Regions from separate parts of the Mus musculus genome. Here region 2 is linked to region 1. Evidence: chromatin contacts called from public Micro-C data. All regions are on one chromosome and are shown on one strand. Each heading gives the region's core, a stretch centred on a gene start, on an enhancer-like site or on the middle of the called end of the contact. The rest is flanking DNA. Distances are from core to core; before and after follow the strand shown. Region 1 has its middle 95 kb from the start of Gm35008. Region 2 overlaps Gm46879 (a long non-coding RNA gene).

Evidence for each region. A called contact is a pair of places that touch in the nucleus more often than the background predicts.
Region 2: a Micro-C map of muscle stem cells shows a contact between it and region 1, with 5 times the contacts expected there. The contact joins two enhancer-like sites. A contact is called at or near these places in 2 of 484 Hi-C or Micro-C datasets (muscle stem cells and nephron progenitors) and 1 of 115 datasets of contacts at active chromatin or transcription factors (embryonic fibroblasts).

The regions. Positions count from the first base shown.
Region 1 is chr4:10,240,391-10,245,695 of GRCm38.p6, reverse strand. No RefSeq gene overlaps it. Among named protein-coding and RNA genes, the nearest start is that of Gm35008, 95 kb to the right of the region's middle. Within about 2 kb of position 2,600, at least 18 of the 459 cell types and tissues checked have an H3K27ac peak or open chromatin away from gene starts, as enhancers often do. A contact at or near this core is called in muscle stem cells, where this site is marked.
Region 2 is chr4:10,402,722-10,408,026 of GRCm38.p6, reverse strand. The region is part of intron 2 of Gm46879 (a long non-coding RNA gene); the gene reads left to right. Among named protein-coding and RNA genes, the nearest start is that of Gm46879, 4.6 kb to the left of the region's middle. Within about 2 kb of position 3,341, at least 15 of the 459 cell types and tissues checked have an H3K27ac peak or open chromatin away from gene starts, as enhancers often do. A contact at or near this core is called in muscle stem cells, where this site is marked.

The sequences.
Region 1 (5,305 bases), core at 1,351-3,850:
ATGCATGCTGTCACAAACCATTGTGTCTTCCTATTGTAGTTTCTTGGTTGTATCCAGAAAACACTTTTCTTAAAGTCATCCTCCACCTTTAACTTTTTGTTCAGTGCATCCTACCTCTCTTTTGCTATGCTCTCTGAACATTGGGATGAAGGGGTGTGATATAAATGTTCAATTTAAGGTGGAACATTTCTTAGTCTTTTATTCTTTGTATCTTGACCAGTTATGGATCTCTGTGGTAATGACCATTTACTAAAAATAGAAGTTTTTCTGGTGAGGGCTGAGAAATGCAGTAATGGATACAGCAATAATTCACTGGGATTAAATGCATAGTTTGCAGAGTAATGGTACTATATTTTCCCCCAAGGCCTTTGACCTACATATCCATAGGCACTTGGCTATAATAGCCAAGCATGGATTTCATTTTGTGGAGCAAGTCTTAGAGCCAGGCAGAAAGTGTTTGCATATTCTAATTCCATTTGTGTCATCATTGTACAAAAACAAGGAAATATTGTGTCAAACCAGCCATTATTGTAGTTCATAGAGTTCACCACTGGGTAAGATTGACTATTGCCCCCCTCTGGTAACAAGCCTGGCACACTCCAGCACTATGAAAGTTAATCAGAAGGAATGAAACTTTCTGTTGAATACCAGCCTTATTTCTCCATATTTCGTGACTAAGGCATGTGGTGTCTTCAGCAAATATGCTCTTATCATCAAGTTCTGGAAAGTAATTTTGGAAAAATGGCAATATTTTGATCTTACATTTGCTTGGTCAGTTTCTTCTTTTCCAGAAGAAATGGATAGAGATTGAAATTATACTGATATTTTCAATGCAGAATCATGACTTTCTCTTTCAGACCCTGTTTCTGAATTTGATATGATGTGCTTAACTCAGAATGAACTATTACTCAGGGACCCATGATGTCTCTGATATTGGCTTTTAATGAGAAATATCGGTTGAAGCATACACAAAATTTACCGGATATAACTAAATATGTCTATACTCCAATTTTTAATATGTCTTTTGAATCCCATTCTCACAAGAACCTTCAGTCTTCATGTGAATTTTATAAAAGCAAATTGATGTTTTAGGAGAGTGAGAGGAATATTTCTGACCTATCTGAATCTCAGCTCTTGTCACATGTGTTTTTTATGTGGCTATATTATATTTCAATATATTAAATATCATTAGATAGGCATTTTCTTTTATTATTTGAATGTTTATGTTTTCTGCACTGATAAATTTTGTTATCAATATCTTTAGTGCTGCATAGTAGCAGTATTTTTAAAAGATTTTTGCTAAAAACAGTTTAAATAGCCACTTGTAGGTACCTATCATATCACTTTTAGTCTTTCCATGGTAAAGCTTGCCAGTGACAATGGATCATTTTTAATTTTTCTAGTTTTGAAAATTAAACATAATTATACCATTTACACCTCTCTCCAACCCCTCCCATGTTCCACTGCTTGATCGTTCTCAAACTCATGACTTCTTTCTTCTGTAATAAATATTGTTACGTATATATGCATAATATATAAGTGCGACCTGTTTAAGCTGCTCAGTGCTGCCTGTATGTGGATGATTCTATGGCCAACCACGTGACATTGGATAACCAATTATGGGGCTCATCCTGGGTAAGGCTAATTTCCCTCTCTTATCAGTTACTGATTGCCTGCAGCAAGTTCTTCCTATGAATGTGGGGCCTCATGAGCTTTCCCTGTATGGTAGTATGTCAGCTGCTATTGCCATTGTTCTGATCTTATTTAGGCAGCCATATCACTGAGGTATTAAAGTTCTAGCTCCCCTGTTATGTCACACAATCTTGCAACAGGATTTGCAGAGGGCAAAACTTCCTGGTCCTCTGGCTTTTGGGCACTTTCTACCCACTTGTCCCTCATGTTCCCTTAATCTTAGCTGTGGAGGTTGCCACACTGGTTCTTGATGGCTGTGCTACCAACTTAAGGGCTTTTGCACCATACAGTAATCATATTTTTAAAAATCCAACCCATCCTTTTCCAGAAAATCCACAGGGAATTTGTTTATTTAGTATGGATAATTTGTCTGAGTAATTTGGAAAGAATAGGCAAGATATCCAGCTTGAAAATAAGAGAAAACTTCCCGTAGAAGCTTCCAGAAACATTTAGAAACCAGTTGAGTATCATTGTAGGATCATGATAGTAGGGGAATAGGGGTTGCTGAACAAGCTGGGAGGTTTGTAATGTTATGGAAATAGCCAGATTTATAATCAGCTGTATTAAAGTCTGGGAGACAGGATGAAATATGATTGTATGCAGAGAACACTGAAGGCAAGTGGTGGGGTGGGGTAAAGAAGATAAGGTCAGATTCCAAGTTCACCATAGAAGACAAGGGGGAGACATTTGGCAGCAAGGATGGGTCGACTCCTTCAGTGTCTGCTCTATTTTCCCTGGTATCACAGAACAGTTTATGTAGTGCCCAGTGAACTGCCTCATCCTACAGATAAACTAAGCCTGGATCTCAGGAGCAACCTCTGTTTAAAAAACATTCCGCCACTATTTGGTCCAGGCTCAACCCCACTCAAAGACAGAGCATGCCAGAATCCTTTTGCAAGTATTTTGGTGAGGATTTGAGTCATACTCTTGCTTAAGAGAATACTCTATGCATTTTTAGACATATGACTAACTTGGGCAAAAAACTTTAAAAATATAATTCAGAATAACAGTGTTCAGTGGGAAAATTGTTCTTTGCTCTTCATGTCATTTTGGGGTTGAGGACAGAATAGATCTGGCCTGAAATACAGAATGTCATAAAGAGACAGATAGACAGGGATTCAGAGTCTCCGAATGGCATTTAATTTCATGTTGCTGTTTTTCCTGGTCTGGTTTCAGAGATCTTCTGACAGTGAGACTATTCGCTATGTAGTCATTCTGCTGTACTCGTTTTCCTGACAATCAACAGGCATTGCCTAATTTCACACTCAGATGGGGGTTGGGAGGAGGGAACGAAAGTAGACTATAATGTCAAATATCCACTTAATTTAATGGCATTTAGAAAACATTTTCAAAATAACTCATCAGTAGTAAAAGCAGCATATACAGGGTTGGAAGACATTAAGTAGATCTGTGTACTTTAGCCAAAAGAGCCTGCAGTAACTGGATTTAAGAATAAAAGCCTAATTGGAGGCTTTCACATTAGGCTCTGAAGCACATTTTTTAGTTCCCCTGTGCCTTGTTTCCAAGATGGTAGCACCTGGAAAAACATGCAGCTTGATTTTCGTAATAGATCTGAGCTCAGATAGAAGGACTGCATTACACCAGCCCCTTTGAAATGGGTGGCAGTTATTGCTGGGTCCAAGTGGCTGAATTGCATGCTTGGAAATAGGAGCATATCCATCTGTTTGTGAAATTCACCAGACATAGACTGTTTCCACCCAACACACCGTAGAAACTCATAAGCCTCCTGTTAAGCAGCAAACTTCCAAGCCAAGGCTGGGCGAGAGCAACGCCAAGCCATCACTGCTGTTTTCCTTCAGCCTTTACTTTGAATGCCAGACCTTGCATGACAGTCAGCTCTTTACAAAGGGAAAAATCTGTGCCAGAGCAATGACAGTATCTTTAAGGAGGCTGTAGCAATTTCTACCAAATCTCTGACCTGAGGAAGTGGCCAACATATGTGCATTTTTCATTACTACTTGATTCATTACCCTAGGAAACCTTATCCAGTTCTGGTTGCGGGTATTGAGAGCATTGTGGGAACTTTCTTTCCAACCTTGTTTACTCTACAATGAACTGTATGGCAGAAGAAATTAATTCTAATAAGTTTCCACGCCAAGAGTGAGTATCTCCTGTTTCACCTATCCCACCCCAACACCCAGAAATTTGGTGTTGTTTACCTAAGAACCTGACATTTCATTTTTTTTGTGAGAAGACTCCAGTGCCCTCCAAGGAAGGCTTACTATCCTGCCCCTCACCTTAACAACTGTAATAATAACAACTAGGTTCCTTTATTCCACATGGAAGTGGCCATCTATTATTAATTTAAACTAACAGTGCAATGGAACTTGTGCTGGTTTAAATGAGAGGTCCTCTGTATTCTCCATGGTTGGTAGCCTTATTTGGGGAAGCTTAGGAGATGTAGCCTTGCTGGAGGAAGTATGCCATTGGGATCAGGTTTTGAGGTTTCAAAAGTTTTATGTCATTTCAACTTTTCTATGTCTACTTCCTGTCTGGGATTTCAGATGTGAATTCTCAGCTGCTGTGCCCGCTGACACCCTGTGCCCACTGACATTCCTGGTGCTTGCTGCCATGTTTCCCTCACATGAGAGTGATGGCACCTTATCTCTCTGGAACTATAAGCCCAAAGCAAACCTGTGCTTCCATAGGTTGCCTTGGTTTTACCACCGCAATAGAAAATTCACTGGGTAGGAGGGTAAGTATATACAGTGACAAGTACAGAAATGCCTAAAGGACCACAATTAGAAGTCAAATGTACAGATGCTGAGTATGAAACATGCTGAGTGCACTGTGGGCTAGCTACATGAAGATATCTTGTTAACTCAAAAGCATAAGCTTGTAGATTTTCATTAATAAATTATCTAGATTACACAGCAGTTCATTAGAACTGTCGAAGACCAGGAAACAGAAACTATAAAGAAAAGCAAAGTTAAAACTAGTTTTAATCCTACCTATGGTATACTACTTTAAGTTGTAGCATAAGTCTTTCTAGTTTACTTGTTACATAATCATATTGATATGAATTTCATAAAACAGTAATTATATGCTATAACATGTTTAAATTTGTCAACTTGGCACAAGCAAGAAAAGGAGAGTCTCAATGCAGGGTTGTAGACAGTGTGTTGGCTTGGCCCATGGGAGTTTATCTGGGCGGTGTGGAGAAATCAAGCTTATCTAATATGTGTCCTCTGTCACACAGTTCTTCATAGTGTCAGAGAACAGAAATCAAGCCGAACACGAACAAGCAAATGATCACATGAATTGTTCTTGTTCTTGACTCCTGTGAGGAGACTAGCTACTTCTAGTTCCTGATAGTCTGCCTTCCCTGCAATGCTGGACTGTAACCTGGAATTATAAGTCAAATAAGCCCGTTCTTCCCTAAATTGCTTGTTGTCAGGGTACCAACCACAGTGAGATTAGGAGAGAGTACAAATAATTATAGGCTCATTGCTCCCATAACCTATCGCTCTCTTCAGGAAATCCTATATTCAAGGATCCGGCTACTGCCTTCAGATCTTACTCCTTCCTTTTCTCTCTCTTCACTTCTCCTCTTTTCCTCTGTCTCTCTCCCCTACCCTCTCCTCCACTCATT
Region 2 (5,305 bases), core at 2,092-4,591, 160 kb before region 1:
CTTAGCTCTATTCTAAGAATCCTACACTGCATCTAACACACAATAAACATTAAAGATGCTATGATTTGTATCCATGCTAGATAAAAATATTTCATGTTACTTAGGAAAAAAGAAAAGAAAGAAATTTACCTGGAAATGGCTTCTGTCCTAAAGAAATTCCCTAATTTCCAAAGAATGCTATGAATGTTGGAACTCCCCCCCACCCCCGCCAGCAAATACATTAATAAATGAGAAGATTAACATGGAGTAACAAATCCTATGGTATTCCTTAGAGCTGAGAAAACAAAGTCGCCTAACTGTGAGGATGATTCCCTATCTAGACCCTCATTGCCCTGTGCTTTGCATCTTGTAAGTGATGTCTGCACTGAGAAGGAAGGAGCATATTTTAAAGTGACAAGCAGACACTCTAGCATTCTCCAGTGGTCCTCCCACTTCCAGATGCAGAGGATGCCCCCTCTGACCTATTTGGAGACCTAGTTAGCACATCTATTTCTAAGGAGAGAATTAAGTTCCCACTGCCCTACTCCCAGCTGCAAATTCCTAGTCCTGTTCCGCCCCTTTCAGTAATGATTTAATATAAATACATTTAAAATAATAATCATGTCCTCCCTCTATCCTCCCCTTCACAGCTGCAGCTTCTTGCCTTAAATCGTAACTGGACTGTGACTAATACATGGGTTTGAAGAAGTTGCCATCTCTCCCTTTACTTTTCTCTTTTGCAGCTCTATTTTTCTCACTTTAGTAATCTGTTCTCTCTCTGTCTCTCTCTGTCTCTCTGTCTCTCTGTCTCTCTGTCTCTCTGTCTCTCTCTCTCTCTCTCTCTCTCTCTCTCTCTCGTTCTAGACTCGCAGAAACGTTGACAAATGGACCTTGCGCTGGATAGATGGTTCAGTGATTGGGTGCATTTGCTGCTGTTACAGAGGCTCCAGGTCCAGTTTCCAGTACCCACGTGTTAGCTCACAACCATCTGTAACTCCAGTTCCAGGTGATTTGACTTCCTTGGTCACCAGGCACACACAGGGAATACACGCATATGTGAAAGCAAAGTGTTCATATACTTCAAACAAGTCTAAAAAATTTAAACACTGGATCTTATATTTTGGGTATTTCAGAGTCATAGCAGTGTCTTCATTCTGTGGTTTCATCTCAGATCCAGAAAAATTCTTTGAATAGATTATATAACATGGGTTTAAAAAAATTCATGTTGGCTAAACCCTACTGACTTCACATTGCTTTTTGTGTTATTAAAGATGAGTTTTCTTCTTGATTCTGAAGTGGGGCAAAGTGAATTGCATGGACTCCTGGGTACTTCATATTATACTCACAGCTACTGGAGCATTCTCCTTTTTATGTATTAGTTTATGATAGGACATTTAGTTTCAGGTTTCCTTGGGTCACATTTTTAATTAAAGTAAAACTCATATCACACAAAATTGACCCTTGTAAAACTAAAGAGCTTTTAGTACATTGATAGCATTTTGAAACCATCACATACTTTAGCATGCTCCATTTTTTTTTTTTTATCACCATGAAAGGGGCCCTGGGTTCTTTGAGCAATCATTCTCTCATTTCCCTCTTAGACCCTGAAAACCACTGCTCTTCTGTTTCTACCTAAGAGTTGTTCATGTATTTTGGATAGCTTTGTCAACTATACTATTAATTTGAAGAAATTTCACGGTGTAATTCATTCTGCAGCTGAGTGGTAAAGTATCTGTCACAAGTATCTGTCAACAGAAAGGGATGAGAACATTGAAGTCTCCTGGAGAATGTCTTAATGACTAATTAAATGCATGGAGTCCTGAACCTAGATCTGACACAGCTTAGATGTTTTTGAAATTCAGCTTTAATGTATGACAATTTGTACAGCGTAAAGAAAAAAAAATTCAACTCCAGCTGGTTGGTCCCAACTGAAAACTCAACAATAACCATGAGGTGAAGTTGTTTGATGAAGCCAGTTTACAGCATGGAAGAAGGTGTCAGAACACATATTAACATGGGACAGAGACCAGGAGAACACAGATTAACATGGGACAGAGACCAGGGGAGTTGGGACCAGATGCACCAAAAAACTTCTAAAAACTAGTACAGAGATTTTATAATAGTTCTATGTCTGTGCAAATCAAGAAAGATGGTGAAGATGTTTAGAAGTGTATAATTCCTCTAGTGTTACCTGTAATTTTGTGTTCTTCTTCATGTTGGTTCATTCTGGAAGTGCATAAAGTTATGGTAAGGGCCAGGCTTTTGTTTTTTCCTCAAGTGTGTTTTCCTTGTATCTTCTGGAACATTAGTGACAGAGGATGCTCATAGATGCTATGTAAAATGTCTTTTATAACTAGCTCACTCATTTTCACATTCCTTTTCTCAATAGTTGTTTATTGAATTCCTCTAACTTACTGAGCACCATACTGCTAACAAGGATATAACACAACAGAAAGAAACAAGGTTGCAAATTGCAACGATTTTTCTATTGACAAGTCCTCATATAGACTCAATTTAATAAGAAAATATTTTGATGTTTCAAGAGAGACGAGATTTTCTTTAATAAAGCTTTGACTGTATGGAGCAGCTTTTGGGGAGGGAAGGAAGTGTTGTGTGTTTATGTAACATGCATGTGAGTGCATGAAGAACAGTACACGAGTCCATGTGTACATGAAACACATGGAGGTCAGAGGACAACTGAAACTATTATGCTCTGGAATCCTGCCCAGCTCCTTTGAGACAGACCCTTTTATTGGCACAGAGCTCATCCACTGGGCTAGGCCAGCTGCTCAGGGAGCTCCAGGAATCCTCCCATCTCTGCCTCCCTAGAGCTGTAATTACAAGTATGGACAATTACAAGTATGGGTTCTGAGATTAAAACTCAGATTTTCATGTTTGGGAGGCAAGTGTTTTGCCTACTGAGCTAGCTCTCCCAGTCCTGAGATATATATATTCTGTCACTGTTACATACTAATTGCCCACTAGGTTCCCATTATTATATTCTGTAGATTGTCTTTTTATCTTCTAGGAATCATAACCTCTTTTGAGGACATGACTTCAGTGACCAACACAAGCTACCTCTTAAAGACTAGACTTTTCCCTAGCCTAGGAATAGTACCACTCTAGAAGATAATCTTTAGCACATGGGACTTGAGGGACATTTCAAATGCAATGTATACTTAGCTCAGACTAAGCCTGGCTTCTTAAACAGCTCTGGCTACATTATGCTTTCTTTCCTCCTAGGAGATGGAGTGTAATTTAGCAATTGTTCCTCCGCTGATTTATCAGGAAAGACCACAGACTTTTACTCACCCACAAAGCCTGCAGCTGATTCCAGGAATGTGCAGGAGGCGCTGCCGTGCTCTGAGCCTTTTCAAAAGATAAAACTTAGGCAAAGGAAATCCAGGAGATAACAGCAGTGAGGGAAGCCCAGCACCCTGTTTCCTACTGATTTCTAGAGGAGGCTCATTCCCAATCTGGGTAGATGCCTTCATTAGCACAACAGGCTTTTAGTTGAACAAGGTAATATCGAACGCCAAGAGGAGCAGGATTTTCAGATTACATGTACTTTAGCAGTGAAATTCAAAACCTTGGCAACTGTGCTCAGTGGGTCAGACAGCATTGCCATGGTTTAAACTCACCAAGTGAAGCTATTAAAACATGTGTTAAGACCCTAAGTTCAATTCCCAGCCCTAACACACACACACACACACACACACACACACACACACACACACACGCATACCACACGATGTTTGTACTACATAAGAGACCAATTAGTAGTACATAAGAGAAAAGAAGAAAAAGGTGATTTTAATATACTTAAATTAAATAAATTTAATATACTTAATCAAGTATACTTAATTTATAGGTATTGAGAGTTGGAGATATACCACAGAGGTACTCACACACAAACATCTGTCTTAGTTTCTTCCCTCCCTCCCTCCCTCCCTCCCTCCCTCCCTCCCTCCCTCCCTCCCTCCCTCCCTCCCTTCCTTCCTTCCTCCCTCCTTTTCTTGCTCCCTCCCTCCCTCCCCTCCCCCCTCTCTTTCTTCTTTCTTTTATTTTTGTCAAAGTTTTATTAGGATTTAATTTGGGGCAGGACTGCTCAGTTCCTGACTTAAAAAAACAAAACAAAACAAAACTATATGGCCAGAAAATTTCCAAAGATGCTTGAGACATAAGGATTTTGTGATTTAATAGTAATCCTGGTGTGGTACCACCTCTCTTCTTGTAACTCCCTTACTGTCAGTGACTACCTTGGGCAGGTGAGAAACATGATGCACAGGCAAGACTAAACACGGCACACAGAAGAAACCATGAAGAAGAGGCCATCCACCGTTCTACTAGCATATCTTATCCTTGGCATAAATTTTTATTTTTGCCAGGACACAAATTCATTCATTCAACAAGCATATAATTGACCATTTTCAAGGTCCGATGAACATCCAACTTCATACAAATTGTTTCAAGTTAAGTTTCACTCCAGCCTGTACTGTGGCCTAAACCAGCAGGAACTTTCTTCTACAGGAGCTCCATAGAGATTGTGCTACACTGTTTACTGCACATGGAGACATGCTTTCTTATGTAAAATATTCAAAAGCATACAACAACTCATCCAGTTCTCTTTTAAACTTCTGCTATATAATTTTTCTTTATCTGCTCAATCAAATGCATTGCTCCTTGGTCCCTAGTGGTCCTAACAGATGGTCGTGTGTCATGGACAAGAGGCTCATTATTATCATCCACTTCTTCAACAACTTAGTAATGTAAGTTAGAATTTGGTCAGACATTGTATTATCACCCTTGCTTCCTTTACCAGCTAGTTATTGTTCTGCACCATGAAATACCAAGAATCAAATTGTGGTTCTTCTTGGAACAACTCCCCAAATCCTTTTGCTCTGTTTGTGTCCTTGACCATAACATTCTTGAGCTTATTGTCATAGTTATTTAGTGAGGTTTGTGATACATGGACATTTCCTGTGCATGGAATGTGTGTTAAATGACCAGCTGGCTCTGAAGTACAAGAGCTGAATGTCTCAACTCAACTGAGTTTTTAAAAATTATTATCCTTTTGAGTAGGAGATTCTGCTATGGAAGTTTTGTAACATCACAGCTTCTATGTGGCCAGAATCGTCCTGACCAACTCAACTCTTTAGAAATCACAAATTGTGTAGATGATACTCAATACAAAGTAAGTGTAAAGAGTTTCCTGGTGGCAAATTATCCCTCACTGCAGTGGAGTGGCAGGTAATACAGTGACATAAAGGGATGCATAAAATGAAGGTACAGCATTAATATGGAGGGGTTTAGATTCTTTGGAATG